Regions from separate parts of the Callithrix jacchus genome. Here region 2 is linked to region 1. Evidence: chromatin contacts called from public Hi-C data. All regions are on one chromosome and are shown on one strand. Each heading gives the region's core, a stretch centred on a gene start, on an enhancer-like site or on the middle of the called end of the contact. The rest is flanking DNA. Distances are from core to core; before and after follow the strand shown. Region 1 has its middle 15 kb from the start of WNT7A. Region 2 overlaps CHCHD4 (coiled-coil-helix-coiled-coil-helix domain containing 4).

The links. A called contact is a pair of places that touch in the nucleus more often than the background predicts.
Region 2: a Hi-C map of induced pluripotent stem cells shows a contact between it and region 1, with 5 times the contacts expected there. The contact joins two enhancer-like sites. A contact is called at or near these places in 2 of 3 Hi-C or Micro-C datasets (induced pluripotent stem cells and skeletal muscle).

What each region holds. Positions count from the first base shown.
Region 1 is chr15:70,997,580-71,003,312 of calJac240_pri, forward strand. No RefSeq gene overlaps it. Among named protein-coding and RNA genes, the nearest start is that of WNT7A, 15 kb to the left of the region's middle. Within about 2 kb of position 2,777, at least 6 of the 16 cell types and tissues checked have an H3K27ac peak or open chromatin away from gene starts, as enhancers often do.
Region 2 is chr15:71,086,123-71,091,966 of calJac240_pri, forward strand. It overlaps CHCHD4 (coiled-coil-helix-coiled-coil-helix domain containing 4), which reads right to left. Exons shown (of 3, transcript XM_008982182.5): 2 at 2,400-2,498. Among named protein-coding and RNA genes, the nearest start is that of CHCHD4, 8.6 kb to the right of the region's middle. Within about 2 kb of position 4,244, at least 7 of the 16 cell types and tissues checked have an H3K27ac peak or open chromatin away from gene starts, as enhancers often do.

The sequences.
Region 1 (5,733 bases), core at 1,527-4,026:
TGGAGTCAGGCAAATATTTGTCAGAATCTTGGCTCTGCACTGATGTGCCACGGGCAATGTGTCTTTGAACCAGCTTTGATGTTCCTATCCATAAAGTGGGTCTACGCCAATCAAGAGATAAATCTAAATAAGAAATTCAGAAAGGGATATGGTGGCTCTTGCCTGTAATACCAGCACTTTGGAAGGCCGAGGCAGGCGGATCACTTGAGGCCAGGAGTTCAAGACCAGCCTGGCCAACATGGTGAAACCTCATTTCTACAAAAAAAAAAAAATTAACCAGGTGTGGTGGCACATGCCTGTAATTCCAGTTACTCAGTAGGCTGAGGTATGAGAACTGCTTGAACCCAGGAGGCAGAGGTTGCAGTGAGCTGAGATTATGCCACTGGCACTACAACCTTGATGACAGACCCAGACTCTGTCTCAAAAAAAAAGAAAGAAAGAAAGAAAGAAACTAAGAAAGGGACTATAGGTGAGCAATGCTAACAAACCAACCCAGACTAGGATTAAATATTCAAGAGAAGGGAGGTGGCAGAATATTACAAGGTCTGTGAATATTACAGACCTCGGCATTACAAAATTAATAGCCCTCCTGGCTGTGGTGGCTCTTGCCTGTAATACCAGCACTTTGGAAGGCCGAGGCAGGCAGATCACTTGCCGTCAGGAGTTCAAGACCAACCTGACCAACATGGTGTAACTGTGTCTCTACTAAAAAATATACAAAAATTAGCTGGGTGTTGTGGTGGGTGCCTGTAATGCCAGCTACTCAGGAGGCTGAAGCAGGAGAATTGCTTGAACCTGGGAGGTGGAGGTTGCAGTGAGCAGAGATTACATCACTGCACTCCAGCCTGGGAGACAGAGTGAGACTGTTTCCAAAAAATAATGAATAAATAAATAAAATCAATAACCAACAGCAATTCGGTGTGGGCATGATAGAAAGTGTGAAGGACTTAACTTTCTCATTATTCATAACAAGGAAAAATAAATGCTAAGATTTAAACATGTAATTTAGGGAGGAAATGGCCCTTAATCTCAATGTTCTCCACAAACCTGGGGGAATCTTGTAAAAAAAATTCATTATGGTAACAAATCAAATATGTAAAGTTAACAACTGCTTTTATTTCCCTCAAATTTCCTTTTCTTTTGTTAAATTCATGTGGAAATATGCTCCAAATGTTTAATTTCTTAAATTGGCACATGTAATATAATCTTGTTTTAATAAAATTCCTTTCCTTCCTTCCTTGCACCCTGCCTCTCTTCTTTCCCTTCTGCTCCCCATCCTCCCTCTCTTCCATCTCCCTTCCTTTCTTCCATTCCCACCCCTCCTTCCAAATATATGCCTAGAAAAACATCTGGAATTATGCTGCTTAAAATTAGTTCTGGGGTTTGGGGCACTACGGCTTGTAGTGATTGCTCTCCTCTCTCCATTTTGGCAGCACTTTGCTATATAGCTTGAATGGTTTATAAAAGCACTTCACCTTTTAATGAAGACAATACAATATTTTTTCCCCAAAAATTAATCATATCCCTTTTATAGGGTCCTCTTGAGCACTGAATGACATGACCAGGAAGGTACCTGGGACACTGAGGCAAGCACAAGTCCAAGATGGCCCTGAGATTTCTTTTCAGTGATGTACATGCCCTGTACATGCTGTTCCTTCCACCTGGAATGTCCTTTCCTTCTCCTTTTAGCAAATTTCTACTCATCCTTCAAGACCTAGTTCAATGTGAAGAAGTCCCTGACACCTACACCCAGGCAATCAGAACCTCTCTCTGGACACTTAACCGGGACAGCAGAAAGGCATCACATAGCAGCAGTGTCCAGGGGTGACTGTTCAGAGGGTTTTGGCACCAAGATCACCTGACGTAGCCCAACTTCTGCTTTATTGGATCTTGTCTTCAAGCTTCCCTTATTTCACCACCTCCCCAGTATCCTTCCAACAAATTGTTTTTATTTATAGTGGCCAAGTCAGTTTCTGCAGCTTGCAACTTAAGTACTCAACTGTTTCCCTGTCTCCCCAGCATTGCGTTCCAGGCCCTCAGAGGTTTGTGGAATGAATTGTAGTCATTCAGAAGGTCATTATAATAGGCCATCATTCCTGCGACCCAACCTTCTGAAGGATGGTGCAGGACACAGACACCTGTGCCGCCTCTATGAGATGTCTGGGGCTGGAGAGCAAGGCACACACGGACAGTTCTTGCTTGTCAAGGAGCTCTGCTCATCTTAGGAAGGGGAAACGGCTCGAGAGGCTAGACCACTTGCTCAAAGTCTCACAGCCAGCGTAAAAGGCAGAGGAGGGCCAGGCGTTTTTGCAAACAGGCAGGTTTAATCTGTGTGCACCTCCATACCCAGGGCCGTGACCTCTGCCTAACACACAGAGGGCGTTCAGCACGTGCTCACTGGCCTCTAATTCTCCCGCTGGACTCGGAAGAGCAGAATTAGCAACAGCTGCATTTTGCAAATGGGGAGACTGAGACTTAGATGTGAGAGGGCTGCCCTAGGGCATCCAGTTGTAATGTGGGGGCTCCAGACGCGTCGCCAAGTTAAGATACGGAGCTCAGTTCGTTCCTCAGGCCGCGCAGTGCCCGCGATGATGGAAGGCTTTGCAAGACCCCTCCTGGGTCGTTTCGAACAGAGCTGCCCCAGAGCGTTGGGGTAGGTGAGGGGGAGACAGGTTCAGGAGTAGACCTCGTAGGTGACCGAAGTCGGGGAGCGAAGCAGGCCGGATGGAGAGGACTTGTACCCGACTCAAACCGCTGAGGGCCGAAATGGGCTAAGCCAGATGGAGCAGACAGCTCCACCGGAGGCCGGCGGGGTGAACAGGAGATACCGCGTTCCTCCACCTGCCAAAGAGGGTAAGCGCGCTGGCAAAGCACAGCCGAGCGAGGGGGCGGGGCCAAGCGGAGCCGGTGGGGCCGAGTGGACGAGCCGAGGGAGTTTGGCGCAGCCGAAAGTAGCCGAGTGGAGCCGAACAGAGAGGAGGTGGGGGTCCGGTGGGGCCAAGCGGAAATGAGTGGAGCCGAGCCCGTGCCGGGCGGAGCCGAGCGGGTGAACTGGAGGCGGAGCGGGTCGGGCCAACTTGAGGCGGTGGGAGTTGTTGAGATGGGCTGCTCTGGAAATCCCGTCATGCTGTCTGTTTTGGATCCCACCGTTTCCGTCCCAACGAAAACTAGGGCTCCTGGGTTCCTCCGGCCCAAGTTGTAACCACCGATGAGAATCTTTTTCATTGGCTGCCTCAGCGTCCTCATTTATAACTTTAGGGCAGGGGAGGGCGCCCGAAGACAAGTGTGTGGAGCTTTAGGCTTCCCGCTCGGGTCCACTTTTCGTATTTTTGGGTGGGATCGGATGTGGTGTCTTTCTCTGGAGTCCGTGGGGTCTAGTTCACATGGGAGCGGGCGGGGGTTCTGGGGAATGTCGCTTTAAAGACTTTGCGTTTGGGGAATGGTCCTGGCGCCTCCTGTGTAGATGCTGCAATTTGAAGGTCCAGAGAGAGTCAGTGCGTGACGCAGCGGACGCCGGGGAAGCCTGGTCTGGATCCCGAAGTCCAGCTCCTTTACCTGCAACAGGCGGGGGGTCCCTGCAGCCTGGCCGTGAAAGAATTATACACGGGGGGCTGCGCCTCTGCCCTTGCCAGGGCAACCTCACCGAGCCCCTCTGTTTTCATCCGTAAGATGAGGAAAGCGATGCCTTCCTCTCAGGCTGCTGTGAAGCTGGATGGGGTGCGGGCTCTATTTTAACGGTGTTATCATGTAGTCATATATGAAGAAAATACACTTTTATTTTAAAATAAAGACGTTTAGGTACCAGGCACTGTTCTAGGCAGCGGGGATATAGATGCGAACAAAACCAGTAATGCCTGCATACATCCTAGTAGGAGCTGCTGATCCAATGGTTTGCCACCAGACTTCAAGCAGTGAACATGGGTATGGAGCAGTGAGCCCTTAGGTGTCTAATCTGTTGTCACCGACCGTGCCTGTGTGCCTCCTGCTGAGTTACTCTAAAACAGATCTGATCATGTGGCTTAGCTGCTAAAAACCTTTCAGTGCCTGTGAAATGAAGACTATCATAAGCGGGTCCTAACCTACTTTTCCAGTTGCATCTCCCCAACCCTCCTGTCAATTCTCAGGAACACCTGGCCTCTCACTCCTCCCAGTACATTCCTCTGCTCTATGTATTTTCTAAGTGTCGAGCTCAATGTTAGACACGAGATGGCGCCAGACTGTACTAAAGGCTTTCTCTAATGGCCACCGAGTATTGGCTTATCTGTTTAACTGACTTGGTTATTGGAACTGTTAGAAAGCCCCTTAGCGTTTGTTTTATAGACAGCGCGTATATTTTTTAGTACAATTCTCAATGAATTTCATGTGTTGAATAAATTTTCTAGATTTAAAAGGAAGGGGAGTATTATGACACTTACTGCCCCCAAGGGTTTCAGTACCATCGTCTACTCCCCAGAGAGCAAGCCATGCCATTTTACTCAGAAGCTCATTAAGGATCTGAATTCACTCACAGTCTTCCTACAATGTTGTTTCCAGAATGCTTTAGGGGACTTGGCCAAGGTAGGGGAAATTCCCTTCTCTTGGTTGGGCTCTGATTTTTTTAAACCAAGAATGAAAATTTTTATAAACCAAAAATTTGGGGAAAATTTCCCTAAAGTCCCATTTATTTTCTCTCCAAGCTAGTACTAGGTAAGAATTAGATATTACCTGCCCTGGTTTCTCAGCAAAATTTATTTCAAATGTGTGAGATTGCAGGCCCCTCCCAATCTGAGGAGGGGCCACAAAATGGAATTTCATCCAAAATTAATAAAACCTGGTCTCTGCTGGCATCCTTTATAGATGAGTTTCCTACAAAGACAATCTGTTGGGGTGGGGGAAATCTTAGAACGATAGACGGAGTCAGTATTTCACCTCACCTTTTAAAATTTGTATCTGTGGCTATGTAATGTAGGGTACACCATGAGTCAGTTGTATACATCAAATCTGTGTTTTTCCACATGACAAAAAGATTGCCAGAAGACAAATGGCCAAGAGTTTTGTTGGTTCTCCCAGGATCTTCTAGCCAAAGGGGAGTCCCTGGAACCTGAGGAGACCACTCTAGGAATGGCTCCTGTAGGTTTTGTCTTTTCACATCTCAGCCTCAGTTTCTTCATCTATAAAATAGAGCTCATAATCCCTTCTTCATGGAGTTGTGAGAACACAGAACATGAAGTTGTGTGTAAAAAGGCTTTGAAGGTATGATGCCAGGGGGAGGATAAACAGGGCTCCTGTTAGACCACACAGCACCTTTGGGAACTGTGGAAATGGCACCCCTTTCTCCTGGTGGATCAAAATCTGTGACAAGGTACATGACTTGGTGAGCTGAACCTTATTGAATTTCAGTCCCACTTGCCCCTTTGACCAGGCACCCGAAGGCACAATCGGCACAGGGTTGTGGCAACCCTGTGGATTAAGTCCCAGTCCATATACAGGAACCTACCCTGACTGCCTCTCTCATTCCTGTACCCTGTGTCTCTACCAAACTGACATCCAAAGGATTATAAATTATTCTGCTATAAAGACACATTCACATGCATGTTTACTGTGGCACTGTTCACAATAAAAGACTTGGAACCAACCCAAATTCCCATCAAGGATAGACTGGATAAAGAAAATGTGGCACATATACACCATGGAATACAATGCAGCCATAAAAAAGAAGAGTTCATGTCTTTTGCAGGTATATGGATGAAGCTA
Region 2 (5,844 bases), core at 2,994-5,493, 90 kb after region 1:
AGACCTAACACCATAAAAATCCTAGAAGAAAACCTATGCAAAACCATTCAGGACATAAGCATAGGCAAGGACTTCATGACTAAAACCCCAAAAGCATTGGCAACAAAAGCCAAAATACACAAATGGGATTTAATTAAACTCCTGAGTTTCTGTACAACAAAAGAAACACTCATGAGAGTGAACTGGCAACCAACAGAATGGGAAAAAATTTTTGCAATCTACCCATCTGACAAAGGGCTAATATCCAGAATCTACAAAGAAATAAAACAAATTTACAAGAAAAAAACAAACCCATTCAAAAGTGGGCAAAGGACAAACGGACACTTTTCAAAAGAAGACATATATAAGGCCAAGAAACATGAAAAAATGCTCATCATTGGTGGTCATTAGAGAAATGCAAATCAAAACCACATTGAGATACCATCTCACACCAGTTAGAATGGTGATCATTAAAAAATCTGGAGACAACAGATGCTGGAGAGGATGTGGAGAAATGGGAACACTTTTACACAGTTGGTAGGAGTGTAAATTAATTCAACCACTGTGGAAGACAGCGTGGCAATCCCTCAAGGACCTAGAAATAGAAATTCCATTTGACCCAGCAATCCCATCACTGGGTATATATCCAAAGAATTATAAATTGTTTTATTATAAACACACATGCACACGTATGTTCACTGTGGCACTGTTTATAATAGCAAAGACCTGGAACCAACCCAAATGCCCATCGATGATAGAATGGACAAGGAAAATGTGGCACATATACACCATGGAATACCATGCAGCCATAAAAAATGATGAGGTCGTGTCCTTTGTAGGGATATGGATGAATCTGGAAACCATCATTCTCAGCAAACTGACACAAGAACAGAAAATCAAACACTACATGTTCTCACTCATAGGTGGGTATTGAACAATGAGAACACATGGACACAGGGAGGGGAGCATCACACACTGGGGTCTGTTGGAGGGGACTAGGGGAGGGACAGCGGTGGGTAGGGAGGTTGGGCTGGGATAACATGGGGAGAAATGCCAGATATAGGTGACAGGGGGCTGGAGGCAGCAAACCACATTGCCATGTATGTACCTATGCAACAGTCCTGCATGTTCTGCACGTGTACCCCAGAACCTAAAGTGCAATTATATATATATATATATATATATATGAAATCTAATAGGATTCTACCCAGAATAAGGGGATGGGAATGATAGTTTAATACACACTATAATTTTAATCTTTCCATAAAACTGATTTAGTATCAAACATGTTTAATTATTTAAAATCTTGTAAAGTTTTTTATTATAGAACAAACCAAGTTTCATAGAAGACTGGCCATGTCTAAAAATTTAAAGTAAAATTGTAAAGCATACTCTTTATTAAGCTTATTTTTGATCATACTTTTAGCCACTTTTGTGGCACTACCTCATCTTTTCACATTTACTGACTAGTGTTGGCACTTTCAGACTATTAGTCTTTGATGTGATACTAATTTTCACAAGGATATTAAAGTGTTTTTAGCAAAAAAAAAAAAAAAAGTGTGTGTGTGTGTGTGTAACCCCCCATATGGGTGCTGAGAAAGGAGAGCTAAGCAGAATCCTGGCACAATTAAGACCTGGAGAATATCTCAGTTTATAGTGTTACTACTCAGTTATTTCCCTTTATACAATCCTCTCTATATAATCATATATTAGTTCATAGAATGAGTGCCTAAAGAATAGCTTACTACTCAGTTATTTCCACATATATATCTATATATAGATATTAGTTTATAAGTGGAGGAATGCCTGGAGTGGACACAGTACAGAGCATGAATTAAGGAATAAGCAGCTTATAATCAGAGGAATGCCTAGAGCAGACACAGTGCACAGCATGATTTAAGGGAAAAACAGTTACAACAGGACAAGAATCCATGGCCCAGGTGGCAGCATTCAGTATCGTAAATATACCCGCTGTATGGCAGGGTTGGGGCAAGAGCCACTCCTCCTGATAAAGGAGTTGTAGGACCTTGCTCCAGTTCTTGTGGAAGGCTGCCCTCAGAACGGCAATCCACCTTGGTGACTGTGAACCTTATCAGCTCTTGTTACTTACTGTGCTGCTCGAAAAGCATTCCCCTATAGAACTCATTGGAAACTGCCAGCAGGTGGCATAGACCCTGACAGCTCTGTCACTGCTCTGTGACTTAAAGCATCCTCCTATAAATCTTCTTAGTAGCTTGCCCACAGATAGATAGAGGTATTGCACACTGCACCCTCTTCACTGCGCACAACCCACCTTCAAGCCTCGGTGACCTAATGGGAGTGGACCCCTTACTGCACATAGCCCTTGGCTAGGAAAACATGGGAAAGGAATTCCCCCCAATGCCCTGATGTAGGTCCCTGGGAGGCCTCATGTCACTCACCATGCTCCTCATATGGATCATTGGGGTCATCAGCCACCAATTCTGCATTGCTTGGAGTTTCATGGTCTTCTTTGGTTACAAATATGATTCGATCCTTCCCTAGTGTTTGGAAAATGCAGGAAGAAATGTTTCATTCAAGAGCAGTGAATCAGCTTTAAACTCAAAGCAGCTGCCACACAAACCAAGTTTGAAGACTGTCCCATATGCTACCCCCATGTGAGGTGACCATCAAACTGTTCTCATATGCTAGGGGAGGAAACAAAAGGGGATGGATAAGGGGCAGGGCAGGAAAAAAAAGCACTGAAGAAAAGAGTGTCCTAGGGTTTACCCACAGGGTTCAGAATTCATAAAAAGTCAAAGGAAGACTGAGCACATTGGCAAAGCGAGTGTGCAGTGATGTGGGTTCTCAGCCTACAGATCACTGCAGCCCACACAGCTGATGCAGCCACAGGCCCCTGGCTCTGAAAGACTGAGGACACAGGTGGCCTGAGAGTGCCCACGGCCAGCACCCTCACTAGTCCTCTGGGCTCCTAATTGTGGCCAGAAGGAAGAGTCATGGTGAGGAACACTGAAGCCATTCCATTTCCCACAGTCCGAGAGGCCTGGGGACCATTTCCCAAGTATGATAACTGTGGGCGGGGGTGGAGGGGGCAGCAGAAAGAGCACTTCTTAGATGTTTTTAACTGTGACCATCTGCAGTTTATTATTTTAGGACAAACTTAACAGTGGTTAGGGTCAGGACTGCAGTCCTGTGAGGACCAGCATGGGAGAGCCAGCATGCCTAAAGTGCAGAGCACCTTGTTCATAACCGGAGCCCTAGCCCTGGGACCTGGGTGCCAGGAGGTCTGATGGCTCCAGGAAAACAAACCAGTGAGAGTCAAATGCATTTTATATTAGGAGCTTCTCCTCATGGGAGGCCGAGTGAGCACAGAAAAGTGCATCAGTCCTGGCAAAACCAGGAGGGGTGCATTAACTGCCTTACAGTGACCCCCATGAAGTATTATCACCCTCAGCCCCCATCGAGTACAGCAGAATACCAAGGCTGAGCAGCTATGCAAGCAACAAAGCAGGTCCTCACAGCCCTCTCTGCTATACCTTGTAGCTGTCACCACCACCTCACCCTCCTAAAAACTTTGGCCATCAGCTAACCACAGCACAGGTATGCATCTGATATCCCCATTGAGGGCAAGGAGCACCTTTTGCTCAGTACCCCACGCTGCATGGTGGGTCATCAGCTCTGAGTAGTGACTTGCTGGGTCACACAGGACAGGAATCTCTGAAGTCGGCACTGTTGGAGATCCTTTCCACACACCCACACTGCCTCGCACCAACATTTGCACCAGAATAATGGCAGCTAACACTGAACAAAACATCCTCAGCACACACAGGGCCAGGACCCCAAACCCACTCTAGGTTTCTGCTCCCAGAGCTGGTCTCTGCCTCAACATCACACCATGTCATCTGACAGAAGACTGCTCTTCCCTGTGGCTGGCCTGGGAAAGCATTTGGACCAGGCAGCCAGGACTTGTTAAAGTACCTCGTAACCTTGGTAATTCTGGCCAGCTTCCAAAATACTCAAAAGCAATCTGTAAAAATGTTGAACGCTAAGCAGAATGAGCTGATGCAAATTTCTCAACTCAGCTCTGTTAGTTTTGTTTACCAAGACGGCAGCTCCCCGCAGCCCAATGGTGAGGCCCAGTTACAGGCAGAAAAAGGATCCAGTGAAGTATGGAGGGCCTCCTGGGGTATGCCATACATACAGAAACCAGGCCTCATCCAAGAAAAGCTGAATCGCGCTCTCTGCCACATTTATATAGCTCACAGGCTTCACAGATAACTGTGATCCACAGCCAGATTAGGAAACACCAGCCTAGCACAATCCCACTGAGAATTCCAGGTCCCTCTCACAGGGCCAAGCCCTCACATGTGCCTTCCTGGACATTTTCCCTTGGAGCACAGTTCACACTGGATCGAAGGGAGAACTGTAACAGCTGCATCTTTTCACATGGTTGTCCCATGCAATGTGTTTTACATCTGTGAGTTCACTGGTGGTTATTACTTTATCTCTGTTTTTTTTTTTGAGACGGAGTTTCGCTCTTGTTACCCAGGCTGGAGTGCAATGGCGCGATCTCGGCTCACCGCAACCTCCACCTCCTGGGTTCAGGCAATTCTCCTGCCTCAGCCTCCCGAGTAGCTGGGATTACAGGCACGCGCCACCATGTCCAGCTAATTTTTTGTAATTTTAGTAGAGACGGGGTTTCACCATGTTGACCAAGATGGTCTCGATCTGTTGACCTCGTGATCCACCCGCCTCGGCCTCCCAAAGTGCTGGGATTACAGGCTTGAGCCACCGCGCCCGGCCTTTATCTCTGTTTTATAGAGACCACAGGAGCTGAGAAACAGACCCAAAAGGCATGCAGTGAATGAAGGCAGAGCAGGAACAGAAATTCTGGTCTGAAAAATCTGGAGCATGTCCCCTGTAAACTGTCCATCACATGCTTGTCCTGGTGGGTCTTTGCTTTCTGGAATGTTTAAAAGCAGATTCATGGACTGATGTAAGGACAAAGCTTACTTATTCCTGCCAGACCTAACTGTGAAAGAAAGAACTGGTCAGACTAGTCATAAGATGCCAACTAGTGGGACAATCAGCTAGACTAGTTCTCATGACATTTCTCAGCAATTTCTCCAGAGAAATAAAATTTTAAATTGCTGGTGTTTTTATTTCCAAGATAAGCTTTAAAAGCAGTTGAATAAGCATGTTCTGAAGGAGGTGGATAACTACCTTAAACCCTCTGGCTCACAGTGGCTTCAATATCACAGAGAGTCTGAGAAATGGAGTTCAAATCTGAGCTTAAGCACTTCCCACTGTGTAAGCTCAGGTACACTCTTGGCCTCAGAAACCAGTTCTTAATACTGGCTCCACCTACCTGTCTCACATGGTTGGGGAGGTGAAATGAGTTTCTGCTGTCAGCTGAAATCCCACTCAAAAGACAGTAACTTTTTAAAGGGTATCAACTGATAAGGATAGTGTGGCCAGTAAAAGAGACAATCACAGGCTCAGAGATGTCAACAATGCTTTGGAAATGGGAAGGCTGATGGTCCAGTGCTCTCTGACTTAATCAGTGAAGAAAGCTGAACCCAAAGTGCACAAGGAGGAAGTTACCCAGAATCAACTTAGTCCCCACCCCAGAACCTTGATAAGAGTGGGGAACTGGAGGCCCAAGGAGTCACTCTGCACGCAGGACTTCAGGGTGGGGCTGAGAACAGAACTGATTGAGCAGTATACCAAGACACCTTCCACCCCCAACTATTTAGTTTTACTCTTGGTAGTGCCATCCCCAACTCATCTTTCTCCATCAGCAAATTGGAATGGCTCCATATTCAAATACACCCAGAAGGAGCTTCATCCCTCACCTCTACGACCCCATCTCCCACTGTCACTCCC